2 separate regions of the Mus musculus genome follow, and region 1 is linked to region 2. Evidence: chromatin contacts called from public promoter capture Hi-C data. All regions are on one chromosome and are shown on one strand. Each heading gives the region's core, a stretch centred on a gene start, on an enhancer-like site or on the middle of the called end of the contact. The rest is flanking DNA. Distances are from core to core; before and after follow the strand shown. Region 1 has its middle 29 kb from the start of Tmem218. Region 2 has its middle 4.7 kb from the start of Fez1.

What was found. Promoter capture Hi-C pulls out the DNA fragments that hold promoters and counts their contacts.
Region 1: a contact with region 2 is called in a promoter capture Hi-C map of neural stem cells. The contact joins two enhancer-like sites. A contact is called at or near these places in 2 of 39 promoter capture datasets (cranial neural crest and neural stem cells) and 2 of 9 other capture datasets (embryonic stem cells and pancreatic islet).

The regions. Positions count from the first base shown.
Region 1 is chr9:37,175,076-37,182,889 of GRCm38.p6, reverse strand. No RefSeq gene overlaps it. Among named protein-coding and RNA genes, the nearest start is that of Tmem218, 29 kb to the left of the region's middle. Within about 2 kb of position 5,614, at least 47 of the 459 cell types and tissues checked have an H3K27ac peak or open chromatin away from gene starts, as enhancers often do. A contact at or near this core is called in neural stem cells, where this site is marked.
Region 2 is chr9:36,824,571-36,831,506 of GRCm38.p6, reverse strand. It overlaps the pseudogene Gm27219 and a transcript of Fez1 not described here. Among named protein-coding and RNA genes, the nearest start is that of Fez1, 4.7 kb to the left of the region's middle. Within about 2 kb of position 4,321, at least 21 of the 459 cell types and tissues checked have an H3K27ac peak or open chromatin away from gene starts, as enhancers often do. A contact at or near this core is called in neural stem cells, where this site is marked.

The sequences.
Region 1 (7,814 bases), core at 4,365-6,864, 350 kb before region 2:
AGTGGTAATTCACACCTTTAATTCCAGCATTCAGGAGGCAGAGGAAGGTGGATCTCTTGATGCCAAGGCCAGCCTGGTCTACAAAGAGTTCCAGGACAGCCAGGGCTTCACAGAGAAACCTTGTCTCAAAACAACAACAACAACAACAACAACAACATGCTATAAAACCACTCTTCTGCAGACGTGTCCCATGTTTATTATGTTTAGCTTGTCATCATATCAGGTTCTTGGTCTGTCTGAAAGAGAACAAAACACACCTAGGAACTTAGAGCTGAGCCACTGGCTGGCTCAGGTTGTCAATTAAGGTTAAACCTCAAAACATTTTGATTTCCTAGTTCAAATTCTCTCATTCCGTCATTGTTCTTCAAAGCTGATTAATGTTCAGGGTCCCTAGAGATTGAATCCAGGGCTCTAAGCACTTTATGTAAGTACTTCACCTCTGAACTATACCCCCAGCCACAGCCCATTTTAAAATGAGGAAAAGCATTCTCCTAGACATTTACTGTTTACCCACAGCACTTACAGCACTACATAACTTAAAAGTTCAAGCAAATTACATAACTTCCCGAATGATTATAGGTTTTTTTTCTTACAATAACTACATGCTTAACAAAATTATAAAATTTAAAAAAAATCATGAGTTTGGGGAATATAGCCAAGATGATGTGAGTTCCGACCTAGCATATGCAAAGCCCTTGGTTTAAGCCCCAGCAACATATAAATAGGGCATAGTGGTACATGCCTATATTTGTGAATATAGAGGTAGATTGGATCTAGCCTGGTGTATGTAGGGCCTTGTCTTAAAAAATAAATTAAGTAATTAAAAGAAAATGTGGATGATATGTGTCCAATTTGAATTGTAATATTCTCCTGAAACTAGGTCACTGCTACGGACGAACAAGTTGCTTATTGTGGTTATTACATGGAATGCCTTGCCTCTCTTACCCCCACCACTCCTAGTATTTGAACTTCCGCAAAATTCTTGCTTGCTCAAAGCGCTATGGCTCCATTTGTCTTTACTTGCTACAAATACACAATGCAAGCACTAGGTCTGCCTCTGCCGTTTGCCTATTTGAAGTTCATTGCCTTCAAAAGAAAAGACAGGGATTAAAGTATCATGGAAAGAGCTGTTTGCATGATGCAATTAACCAGTCCTTAGGAGCAGAATGAAAGCATTTCTAGATTTGGGGTTTTTGAAAAAGTGCTCAGCCAGGCGTGATGGTTCATACCAGTCATCCTGTCACTCAGGAAGCTGAGGCTGGGGGATTGCTATGATGAACCTGAGGCCAGCCTGGGCTATGCACTGAGTTTTTAGTCAGTCTGAGCTACAAAGTGACAACATGAGCTTCTGTCAAAAGAGAGGGGGGAAAATGTCAGATGTTCCTCTTTGAGGAGGGGACATAAAGCGAAAATAAATACTAAAGAATTCAATTTTGCTCTGCTAGGGCCTCATCTCTGACAAGCAGTTAATCTATTTGTTGATACTGTGAGAAGAGAATATCCAGCAGGGAGAAAATTAAAAAACGCTCAGCGCCAGTTGCTACCCTGATGAATCTCATCCAATTATTTAACAGGACACTGCTGGGTATACTTTTTTATTGTTTTAATTTTATTTTATTTTACTCTATTGTTTGTCATAACAGTGTGAAAGTTTTCTGGATTAAAAAGTCCTCTTTTCTGTCAGTTTTCATTTGACAATCATTGACTTTTATTTTCCCGCTTCTGTGCTTATAACTGAGTTAGAATTAATGTAGGACGATTGTTGATGTAAGTATGTGTGTGTGCGTGTGTGTGTGTGTGTATGTATGTATGTATGTATGTATGTATGTATTTACCTTCTTCGTGGAATGTAGCGTTTTAGAGGTTGGATTCTGACAGCGATTTTAAAGTGCCCCAGTAGGAGTCTGGGAGTTTTAGGTGAGAGAGGAAGGACATTTCCCCGTCATGGGACCAGTGAAGCATGCAGGACCCCTGTCCAAGCTCTTGCTTCTTATGGTTTTTGATTACTTGAGGTCAGTGGCAGCCTGAAAATATCAAGTGCAGAATTCCAGCGGTAGCCGATGTCTGTGTTCTGAACTGTGTGCAGCGCTCTGTGCAGTGTGTTGAAAGCTCAGGTCCTTCTCCATCCCTGCCCGTGTCCAGTACATCCTGGGTACACAGCTGCCCTCAGCACTTTGGCTGGACCATGACCTTGGCTGCCTGCCGCATCACACTCCTCGTCTTCAAGCAAGCCTGATTTTATTTAAATTGGTCCCCAAAGGCACAGGAGTGACATGAAGGAGGTAGGGGGTCTTGGAACTTTTTCTTTGGATGAGGGGTTCTACTGTACTTGAGAAAAAAAATCAAGTGTTATACTCTTCTGACTCTTACCCCCCCCACCCCCATCATGAAGGACTGAAGCAAGATGGCCTCCTAGGGAAAAGAAATTCTTCCTTATCAGTTTAGACCTTTGTTAGCCCCTGGAGGCTCAGAGGAATGATGCTTTTACCCTGGGGGAGTTGCTGTGATCCTATGGACAGTCTGGCTCCCTCTAACAGTCACCAGCACAGATGAATATGGCCTCATTCCCCATGTGGCACAGAACCTTTTCAAATAAACTCTTCTTATTCATTTATTTCCTACAATGCCATCTATAGCTGGAAACTATCAATTTGATCCTAATGTGGTTAAGGCTCCTCAGCATGTTGTAGTCCTCTTAGGTCTTAAGCCTTGGGCGAGAGGAGCCAATCAGATGTGAATTTGTGAACAATGAGAGAAATTTTATAAATACCGAGTTCCTAATATTGAACAAGATGAACTGTAAGCCAGTTTCTCTCTACTTTCCTCTGCCATGCTCACTGCCCCGAGTTAGACTGTACACCTTCGGGGCTGCCACATGCCGGCCAGTGCCAGGATACAAGTGGAGGTCCTAGTCCAGACCGCTTCATTCCAATTCCTGTCTGTAGCATTGCTCTGCTTTCCAGGAAACCTTGTGGTCCTTGGTCCTGGATCTATCCATCACCCCTTCTGGTGCATGACTCCTACTCGGTTCTACTCTTACCTAAATAGCCATCCCTTATCCAGCCTGGGCACCTGGAGCAGGGTCTAGAAGGGAGAGCAGAGTTCTCCCACTGCCCCTTACCCCCGAGGGAGGAGTGCTCTGAAAGAGAGCTAGAGTCAGGTATAGTGGCACATGCCTAGAATCCCAGCAATCTGTAAGATAGGGACAAGCGCAGGTTCAAGGCCAACCTGACCTTTGCAGCAAAATCCCTGTTTCAATTCTCCCCTTCCCAAAAAATTAGGGAGAGACCTGATGCAGGCAGTTAAGGGTGCTTTGGCCCTGCACAGTTCTAGAGAACGGGTAGTAATTCCCTTGGCCCTGAAGCTTCCACTTGATGGCTATCTTCCCCTCCTCACCAGGGCCTGTGAGAACCAAGACACCTGGTTGTGTTATCCTTGCTGTGGCATCTGACTTTCCTCTCTCCTCCCCCTCAGCTGCCATTTCCTTCCTCAGTTTCCGCTACAGGCCTTGGGTTTCCAAACCCCAACCTACCTGTGCTGCTGGTAGGACAAAGCCACACCACATTTAATTGAACAAAATCTTCAGAACGAACAGTTTTAGTTTCAGGCCTTATTGGGGCCACAGCCTGGAGTGTGTGGGGGAACAATTGTTTTAGAAGGAATTCACCCAGTTACTCCTTCCCCTCCCCCAATCCCCAGCTCTGGGTGGAATCCAGCTAGTCATTTTCCAACCCGGTTGTGTGTGCATAGACACACTGCAGCTTCTTTGATCCCCCGCCTTTCCTGCTAACAGACAAACCGCTGCCAAAGCTTCCAGCTCCTTTCTCCATGGTGACCAAGCCCCTCATTTCCATTTAATCCCAGCCTCCCCATCCTGGGTGCCCACCCCTTCCTTTCTGTGAAGCTTGGGCATTTCCTTTCTCCCCTCTCCCTTCTAGCAGCTGACTCTCTCCAAAGTTTAATAAGTGTCAACATGCCACTGCCCCTTCTCCTGTGCCCTATCTGCCCTCTCCTCTTTGTCTCCTTTCTCCACTACGTCCAAATCTTTGCTTCTCTGCTTTTCACTCTTCAAACGTGTTCCTCTTGGGCCCCATCGTTCCCTGATGCCTCTGACCTGAAGGGAGGGCACACAGGCACAGAGGAGAGAGGCAGAAGGCAGGTCCTTCTCTTTTCCTCTCCTCTCTCAGTTGTGGCTCTGCCTGGGTTCTGTGAATGAGGGTGTGGGGAGGTGTCTAAGTCTATATAGCACTGTTGCCTTCAGCCACATCAATCCAAGACCTCCTTAGAGTTCTTTGGAGCAATCCCTGGAATCTTCTAGATTCTTTTAGAAGCTTCCCAGATGCCCACCCTCTCCTTCTGGCTATCAGGCAAGTTGTGCAAACAGGTGAGCCTAGAAAGACAGATGACCATCACACGCTGTTAGACTGGTGGACCCAACTCATCCAGGGAATGTCCTACTCCCTGACAGGGCCTAGGAATTGCACTCACAGTGCTCCTCTGGAGGAGGCCCTTCTGGCTCTAATCGTGGTGATTGCATAGCTGGAACATGGAGGGTCTGCCCAGGACTCACTTTTAACAGTCCAGTCCTGTACATCCGTATCAACATTATCTTCCTCGTGGTAACCAGGTGATTTCTGCTGTGCAGCCAGAGAAGCTGAAGCCGGGCAAGCTTAATATGTTGCCCAAATATTTGTACAAAGAAGGAATCGGTGAAGCTGAGCCAAGAATCCAGGTTATACTGTTCCTGGTTCCTTCCACTCACTGTCTTTCTTCAGTGATCCGTGGAGGAAGCAGAGACAGGAGGAGACTGTAAACGTTGGTGTGAGGCACGAGGAGGCAGTTACATTTTCCCTCACTGGAGGGGGCAGTTACATTTCTTTCCCTTTGTCCTATCGACTCAGTCCAATGTACAGTCATATGAAATGTTAATTTGTGCTGTTCTCAATATTTAGTTATATCTACCCCTACGTGCGTGTATCTGAGTTTTCCTCCCCTAGGCTCCAAGTTCCCCAAGACTTTTACTCATACATGTCCTCCAAGGAAGGCAGAAGGATCCCACATAGGTCCATGGGGTCTGGCTTCAGACCTTGCAGGAGGCGTGTGATACAGTGCTAATGACGTCATCACTGAATCGCATAGAAGCCCAACTCTCTTGCTTTTCCATCTTCCCATAGTGCCCAGCCAGGCTCCTCGGCCTCCTCGTTAGCCTCTGTGAGAAATTAAAGCTCCGGTAATCAAATCAATCCTTGTAAATTCCCCAAGAACAGCTCCAGAGGCCCCAACAAGCCAGCAAACCCCAGACCCAAATCCATGTCAAATTTCATAGATATAATTTAAGCAGGGATCAAAACACACACTAACCTAGTAAGTACGGCTGCTCAAAATGCAGAGTTTATAGTCCATCTGCCTCTCTGCTTCAGGGAGTCTGTATTAAATTTATTGCAAAGTAAAACAAATAAACCCAAGCAAAGGCAAGATGAAAATCTGCATACTCGTCGGAGAATTAGCAGCCCTCTCTGGTTAGGAAGGCTGCCTCTCAATTTGCATCTCTAAGGAGTTGTGACTGGGCTGGGGGTTGGGGCTGGTTGGGCAGGACAGAGACTCGAAGCAGGACTGTCCCCTGCTGGCTGGTAGTAGAACTGCAACCCCCTTGATCTTTGAGGGGGACTTTGTGGGGCTTATCCCACACCCGTGGAGAAAAGGATCTGCAGATGAAATAGTGGTTGACAACGTGTGGAGTTGGTAGAGCAGGCAGCAGAGAAAGAGAGAGAGAGAAAGTCACTGTGGGAAGCAATCTGTATTGCTTCTGTATGTAAGACTCGTGGCTAGGAAGTGGGTTGGAGAGAGGGGTGTCAAGGAGATTTGGAATTTTTACAGGTGTACTAACCAGAGACTGCATCGAACTTCGTGACTTCTCTTATTCCTCTTTCCTGTTCCTTCTGCATTGTTTGCAACTGTACTCACAAAGGCCAGAAGTCTGGTGTGGAGGCTGTAGTGATTCTTGCACTATTGGCTGTAGAGTATCAGCCACCTGCTGCCTGTGTAAACCTGGGACAAGCCATGTCGGAGACAAAGGGCTGAGTTGGCGACAGGACTCGAATGTGCATGGCCTTGAGATGTGATGCTTCCTGGAGCAGCCCGTTCCTGCTCAGTTTGCTCATCTGTTCTAAGCCTTTCAGTGTTGACGCTGTGGATCTGTGGTCCAGGAGTACAGACATCCATCATGTTCTTTCTGGGAAGCTCAGAGGATCTCACCTGCTCTCCCAGGATGCTCCCATCATCCTTTCTGCCTGGCTCTATGGGCACCACCTTTAGAGTGATGGGTGCAGAGATTTCTGCAGGCAGGGGTAGGCTATCTTCTTTATAAGATCTTATAGGTAGATGAAGAGAAATATATTGATCTATAGATGTAGTCACACTCTAATAATTTGTTCTGTTTATTTATTTATGAACCCTGCCATTTAGACGGCTGGTGTATACCATGGTCTTTCTTAGCAATCGCTTGCTTTCCTCTGCTTGCTTTTCTCAACCCGGTGCCCAAGACAGAAGGCTCAGAATAAGCATCTGATGAATGAGTGAATGTGTAAGAGCTAAGTGATGCAGGATGATAAATACTTGGCCACAGAGTCTGCTTGGCTGGCCTCCTTGATTTCCTTTATTCTCCAAGGACCTCGTGACAGGCCTCTCTAATCTACTTCCTGAGGAGCTATAAAAAGCCATCTGCTTCTTCACCAGTCCCTCAAAAGGCATCACTTCCAAGTGGGTAGGAGCCCAGAATCTGGAATCAGAAAGTTCACAGTTCTTATCCTGGCTACTGTACTCAAACTAGCCAGGGGCACCTAGCCAAGACCCAGCCTCAGTCTCTGTTTTTCTGTTTCTCTGTCTCCCTGTCTCCTTCCCTTCCTCTCTCACTCCCTCTATCCTTCCCCCTTCTCTCCCTCCCTCCTTCCCTCCCTTCCTCTTTCCCTCCTTCCCTCCTTTCCTTCTTCCATCCCTCTACCCTTCCCTCCTTCCTTTCCTCCCCACCTCTCTTTCTTCTTCCCTCCCTCCATCTCTACTTCTCTCTTCTGACCACAGAATATATGAACACCAAGTCAGACTGCCAGGCTGCCCCAGGGGTTTAACCTTGGCTTCTCTGTTAGTTGAGTAGCTCGGAGCAGGTGACTTAATCTCTGGTGCTTCAGGTTCCTCATCCATAAACTGGAGTTAATAGAATCTACTCCATAATGTTGATGTGAGGATTAAAAGAGCTAATTCACATAAAGCCCCTAAAACAACGCCTCATGCTTGGTTGGCATTAACTAACGCAATAAACGCTAGAGGTTATTAATAAGAAACAAGGGATTTTTGTCAAACTGAAGGCATGTACCTAAAGGAAAGGCTCTCCTAGAAGATGTGTGGAAAGGTAAGAGGGAAGCCTTTGTGTGAACAAGCAAAGCCTGCCCAGAAGGGACAGGTAGGTTTGCCATCCTGGGGGCAAGAGCAGCTGTCCAGCTCTTCACCTGCACAACTCACCTTGGCATTTGTTTATCAGAAGCATCATGGGATAAATCTCAAGCATTCAAAGTTCTTGCAGCTTGCTGGCCTTTGAGGCATATTTGCTCATAGCCCCCACGCACCCCCTTCTTCGTTCTGGCATCGCTTCTTCCGACCATTTCAGCTGCACTGAGAACAAATGAGCTCAGTTCTTCCCAGTGGACCCAATGCTCGTCCTTTGCATTGTCTCCTGCAGGTGTCCTATCCAGTATCCCCCCCTCCTAACCTCTGAATGTCCCTGGCCCTTCAGACAGCAGCATCTATGGGAAACCTTCCCT
Region 2 (6,936 bases), core at 3,072-5,571:
TTGGCTACTTCCTTAGCAGAAGCTTTAATGCACTTTTCTATGCTGGTTTTGATTGGTGATGGTGGTACGAGGTGTAGTGGAGGTTGGGGTGGGGGCTCAAACCATGTAGTCAAGGGTTGATCTTGAACGTCTGATATTTCCACCTTCACCTCCCGAGTGCTGAGACTACAGATGTGTACTTTCATACCCACGGCTTGTTTTTTGTTTTTTGTTTTTGTTTTGTTTTGTTTTTATGTGCTGCTGGGAATTATTGTGCATGCTTCTCAACTCCTAGAAATTATTTCTTAGATCTAGAAAGATGGTTCAGCAATGAAGAGCACTAACTGCTGAGAAGCCAAAATTCCATTCCAGGAGATTCAACACCTGCTTCTAGCTTCCAAGTGTCCCTGCAACTCAAGTGGTATATATATATATACTCAGACATCAACACATAGTTATTACAAAAATAAATAATACATCTTTTTAAAAAAGACTCCATGTGCAATATTCAGAGTATGAGAGAGGCTTGTGAGGAAAGTACTGGAACTGAGAAAGAGTTTGGTCTTTGGGAAAGAGTTTGGTCTTTGCAAACCCCAGTGTTCCAGCTGAGCATGGTGGCAAAAGTGTGCACACCCGGCACTCAGGATGCTAAAGCAGGAGTAAACACTTACTCTTTTAACTTTAGGGCTAGTCTGGGCTACATGGAAATTAAATTATGCAAAATGATGTAAAACACCTGGAATTTGATATTCAGTGTTAATTATTTTGTTACTGGTTTTGTGAGGATTTGAAAGCACTTCCTGAGGACTGGTGGTCTAGATGCCAGCACACACACAGACCAGCTGAAATAGTGACATGTGCCAAGGAAGGAAAACTCAGTACAGATTTGGTAATGATATTTTTTTTCTTTTTGGTTTTAGGTGCTTTGTTGTTGTTGTTGTTGTTGTTGTTTGTTTGAGATGGAGTCTTGCTGTTGGTATGGTGTATCTCTAGTTGGACTCAGTATATAAACCAGGCTGTCCTTGAACTCAGAGATTGTTTTGTCTTTGCCTCCTGAGGATTAAAGGTGTATGACACCTTTATGACTGACCATCTCTATCTTTAATCTCTTTCTCCCTCTCTCCCTCCCTCTCTTTCTCCTTCCCTCTTTCCTCTCTCCCTTCCTTCTTCCCTAAGAGTCAGGATCTCAGACTATAGTCTATTCTGGCCTTGAAAGCACTATACAATATGCCTTAAACCCACAGTAATCCTCTTGTCTCAGCCTCCCAAGACTGAGATGTTGTGTAGCTATTTCCTCTGATTTGTATGGTTCCATCTTGAAGGAAAGAGGGAAGCTAAGACTCAGGAAGTAAATGACATATCCAAGGCTCAGGAATCTCCTGAAAGTCACAAGATTCATAAGTGCCCTACTACCATTACTATAAGCAGTAACAATTAATTGCTGGAGAAGAGATTTTAACCAGCCACACTGTCTATAAACTGTGTGTGGAGCTCCAAGGAAAAGACCATTTGTCACCCATGCTGCAGTGGGCTTTTCAATGACATTTGAGTTAGCTATGTTTCTATAAGTAACCATTTGCCTGTACTTCCAATAAACAAATAACCCAATAATGCATGCTCACTGAGCCAGATGTGTGTGGAGTTGTTTCTCTGGTCTGTTGTTGGTACCTTATCTTGGGTGAATAGACCTTGTTCACCTCTCCCCAGGAAAAGTTACACACTATGGGATTACAGGCATGAATCACTACATCAGCTCACCCTTAATCACCTGTGCTGATTAAAACTCCCTGGTTTATTATGACAAGGGATATAGAATGTTCCCCAAATTTCAAAATATATTCTTAGCTACCTCATTCGAAGGCAGTTATTCTCTACCACAAAACATGTATGCTAGGAACCAAACCATATTACTTTGAAAAAGAATAGACAGTTACATAGATATTGATAGCAAATAATTCCAGAACACCTACCTGATAAAAGCATAAAATGCCTGGGTGTAATGATACATGCCTGTGATCTCGGTCTTTAGAAGGTCAGAAGCAAGACCAGGTCATCCTTAGCTACACAGCAGTTTTCCTATCTGGTTCTGTGAGAGCATGCCAAAAAACAAAACAAGCAAAGAAACACCAGCAGCACCAGCAGCAGCAGCAGCAGCAACAGCAACAGCAACAGAAACAGAAACAGAAACAGCAAAAACACCCCCCACCAGAACATACACAAAACTAGCTGCCAAAGTGATATCCCTGAAGAGAATTAAAATTCCCATAATATAAATGTGGCAATAGTTTTTCTTTTAGCTTTAGTTTTTTTTTCTTTTAGTGTTTTCATTGTTGCTTGTTTTTTGTTTGTTTTGTTTGAGATGGGCCTTCCCTACATAGCATAGGCTGGCTGGAACTAAATGTTGTAGCCCAAGCTGACCTTGAACTCAAATTGATTGATCCTCTTGCCTCAGCCTCCCAAGTGCTGGAATTTTAGGAGTTTGCTGCTTCACCTATCACATTACAAGTTTGGAGCTAGAGATATGGTTTAGTTCTAGAGTGTCTGCCCAGTATGCAAAGTCCTGGGTTTAATTCCCAGTTCTGTGGGAGTTGTAGAACAGTAGGGTGGGAGGACATGCCTGTAACCCTAGCACAAGAGGTTAGAAGGCAGGTCCACCAAGAATTCCAGTCTAGTCAGGCTATGAGACCCTGCATCAAACAAGCAAAATAACAACAAAAAAGGGAAATGGGTTTTCCATTGTTTTGGGAAACTTTTGGATATATAGTTGTCAAATAGATAGATAGATAGATAGATAGATAGATAGATAGATAGATAGATAGATAGATAGATAAGCAAACAAACCAGTCTTCCATCTCCCATGTCTACTAAGTGAGTTATCAGTGGAGATCAGCATGTGCCATGGCTGTACAAGAGACAAGAGATCCTAGACAATAATGTCTTGAAGATGGGATACTCACTTAAGAGAATCTTCAGACATTTAGGTTAATCAGAGATTTCATTTGTATTAACCCCCCACACCAACCCTCACCATTTCCAGCTGTAGACTCATTTCTGTTATCTGCTTCCTTCCGCATGCCCAGGTACCAGACATGCAATGATTCAGAAATGAACTTGAGGGAATGAAAATAGCACAGTATATTCCATTGTACTCATCCAGCCAAATAAAAATCACGTCACCACCAGCAAATCTGCAGAGCCCAGCATGCCATGAAAATACTGCCCAGGGCCACAGTTGTCCCCTCCAAGCTCTCAACTTTGGGTCAGGACAGTGTTGAGTACTGTGAGCATGATGAGAAGAGAATTCACATTTCCCTAGTGTCCTGTTTGCAGGAGTTAATGCTGCCTATAAAGCCGCTTCAGGCAAGATTGATCTCTTCTGTTGTCATATCCTATCAGCCGAGAGCTTTACGGCACTGAACTCTAAGAAGAAAAGGTATCCTGAGTGGGTAGTGAATAAGGTTGCTCTGATAAACATTCCTTGTTTAACCAAACTCTCAACAGTCTCCTAAACCTCTCTTAGCCCCATTTATACACTTCCTTATAAAATCTAGTTTAAGCAAAAATTGTGTTAAGTCATTTTTGTAGTACCCCTTATCTTCTAGGTCTAGGTACCTTTGATCCCTAAGTAAATTTCTCAATATCCACTATCCCAGATGCTTTCTGGTCACCATAACCAATCTCCAGCATTAACCCTGTTTTAGAACCTCTATCTATCCATCCATCCATCCATCCATCCATCCATCCATCTCCATCCATCTATCCTCCCTCCCTTCTTTTGCTGACTCCCACCCTGCTTCTCAGCTATAAATTCCCACTTGCCCTTGTTTTTTTTTGTGAGCTGAGATCAACCTTTTTCTCCTATTGCAGAAATCCCACTAAGGTAATCCCTGTGCCTATTATGATGGCCCTACAGAAATTCTGCCTTTAACAAGTACTGCAATAAATATCACTGAATATTTTTTAAAGTGTGTGTGTGTGTGTGTGTGTGTGTGTGTGTGTGTGTGTGTGTGTGTGTAGGTTCCAGGAATTGAACTTTAGGAGACGTCAGGCTTTCAGGCAAGTGCCTTTACCTGCTAAGCCATTCCACATACCCTACAATGTTTAAGTTCTCTTAAAAATATGAGGAGAGAGAGAGAGAGAGAGAGAGAGAGAGAGAGAGAGAGAGAGAGAGAGAGAGAGAGAGAGAGAGAGATGATGTCATGCAAAAATTCTTGACATGGGTTGGCATGGGAGCTGAGCATTGGAGAGTTCCAAGAGGAAAAGTTCAGTGTTGGTTGTATATTGGAGGAGGTCTATGCTGTGAGAAAGAAGTCCGTGTTGTAAAACTGCTGTCTTAGAGACACACAAAGCCACTGGGCACAGGATGAATAGAAAGCCAGAAGCTTTGGGAGGCTTGGCAATCTCAGATTGTTGAAATCTGCATATTCAAATAAATCCAGATTCGTTCCAGGTTAAGAATCTGTTCATTGTGTGTAACAGTGGGCTAAGAATGAGAAACAAAACATACAAACCAAAGACTGCTTAAGCATCACCTTTTAGAATAGATTCCACCCAAGCCTGAGAATAGCAACCTTCTTCTCAGGGGAAAGAAATGAGCAGAAATCACTCTTAAATCTTTTTGCTTACCTTGTTTAGAACAGAATTCTTTCTCAATGTCTACTACTGCTTTTGAGACTTGGAAGAATTCCCAGTGTGGTGTTTCATGTAATTGTGTGGTTGTGGGTAACCCAAGCAAATCACATTAAAAGCTTTCCTGAACTAAAGGGGAAGGACAGGGCTCATTGGTAAAACTCTGGGAGTCAAGGGATTGGGGCTTCAACAGTTGTGTTACCATGTTACCACTAGCTATCTGTGTGACCTATGGAATCTTACCCTATCTTACTTTTTATTTTTTTTCTAAGACAAGTCTGACTCTGTATTGTGAGTTGATCTGGAACTAATTTACTGTATACCCCATACTGACCTTAAACTTATAACAACCTTTCTGCTTTAACCTCTTGAGTACTAAGAATTTGATTTTCATTTTTGTTTTTCTGTGTTTGGGGAAGAGGGGCTATTTGTTTCTTGTTTTGCTGTTGTTGTTTTTTCTCTTCCTTCTTTCTTTTTCTGTGTAGCCCTCCAGGGTGTCCTGGAACTTGCTCTGTAGACCAGGCTGGCCTCAGACTCAGGGGTTCCCCTGCTTCTACCTCTGTGGTGGTGGGACTAAAGGTGTGCACCGACACCGTTCAGATTGTTTCTTGAACATAAAGTTGGATGAGCAGGGAGGTTGGGAAGATCTGGACGAGTTGGGGAAAAAGAAAACATGACCAAAATGTATTGAATAAAAAACATGTGGGAGACATTATACCAAATAAAAGTTTTCCAAATGTTAGTTTTCCTTAGATTATAAAAGACACACACACACACACCACTAAATAAATAAATGTAGAAGAAAATATAGTTTAAATTAATGGATTTTAATAATAGACATGTGTTTAAATTTGTCTTTTTAGTTAGAGAAAATTATTGAAGAAAATGGAATTTGGAGCTAATTTATAGATTTAATTTTCTTGGCTCTTGACATAGGATATAAACCTTTCATTTTACTTCCTCTTAATATTCCTATGAAGTATGTGTCTACACGTGGAGAAACAAACACAAAGAGATTAGAAGATAGTCCATGATCACACGGTGGCTTTCTTGTGCCTCAGCACTGAGGATATAACTCAGTGGGAATGTTGCCTCGCCTAATCAAAGTCCTGTGTTCAATGTTTAGCACTGCAAAAACAAATCAAAATAAAATACAGTAAAAAGAGAGTTAAATTTAAATAAAGTTGAAGGCAGTTTGGGATTGGGTTTATTTGATTTGATTTATTTATATATCTTTGAGTCAGAATATCACGTAGCCTAGCCTGGCCTTGACTTTACTATGTAGTCTAGCCTGATTTTAAATTTCTGATCCTCCTGCCTCAATCTCCTTGCCTGATTTTATGTGGTAAGGGGGATTCAGACTTCCTACATACAAACTAGGCAAGCCTTCTACCAACTAGGAACACGATGGAGGCTAAGACAAGTGGCATGTCTCAGGAGGTTACAGTACTCGTCACCAAGCCTGATGACTAGCATTCAGTTCTCAGGACCCACATAGTGAAAGGAAAAAAGTGTTGTCCTTGTGGCAAGTACCTATGTAGTAATTTTTTTAATCTAAATATTCTGTTGTTGAAGTGGGAGGATCACAACCAACCTAGATTAGAGTGAGACCTTGTCTCAGAACACAAACAATAATAACAAAAATTTGAACCTTAGATAAATAATGAGCAGTGGATTTTTTGTTGTTGTTGTTATAGGGTCTCAACATGTAGTCAAAGGCTGGCCTTGATATTTCTCTGTAGCTGAGAATAACTTTTAATTCCTGACCTTCCCTGAACTTATCTCTCAAGCTGGGAGTGTACCTATGCCCTATTGTTTAATGTTTTAGAATAAATATATATTGGGGCTCAGAAAATGATTCCTAGTTTGATCTCGTGTGTGTGTGTGTGTGTGTGTGTGTGTGTGTGTGTGTGTGTGTGTGTGTGTGTTGCTCCTGTAAGCATTCATTTATTTTTATTTTATGTGTATAAGTGTTTTGTCTGTATGAATGCAAGTGTGGGCCTCTGCTGACCACAGAGCCCAGAAGAAGACATCAGATGCCCTGAAACTGGAGATACAGATGGTTGTGAGTCACAATATAAGTGCTAGGGTCCAAACTTGGATCCTTCACAAGAGCAGCAAGTGTTCATAACAACAGAGCTGGCTCTCCAGCCACTGTGTGTGGGTTTGTACACATGCCCTCTGAAGCCAAAAGATGATATTGGATCCCTTGGAGCTGGAGTTACAGGCAGTTGTGTGCCTCCCCACATGAGTGCTGAGAAGAGAACTTGGATCTTCTTCAAGAGCAGTGCATACTCTTAACAGCTAATCTGTCTCTCCGACCTTGTG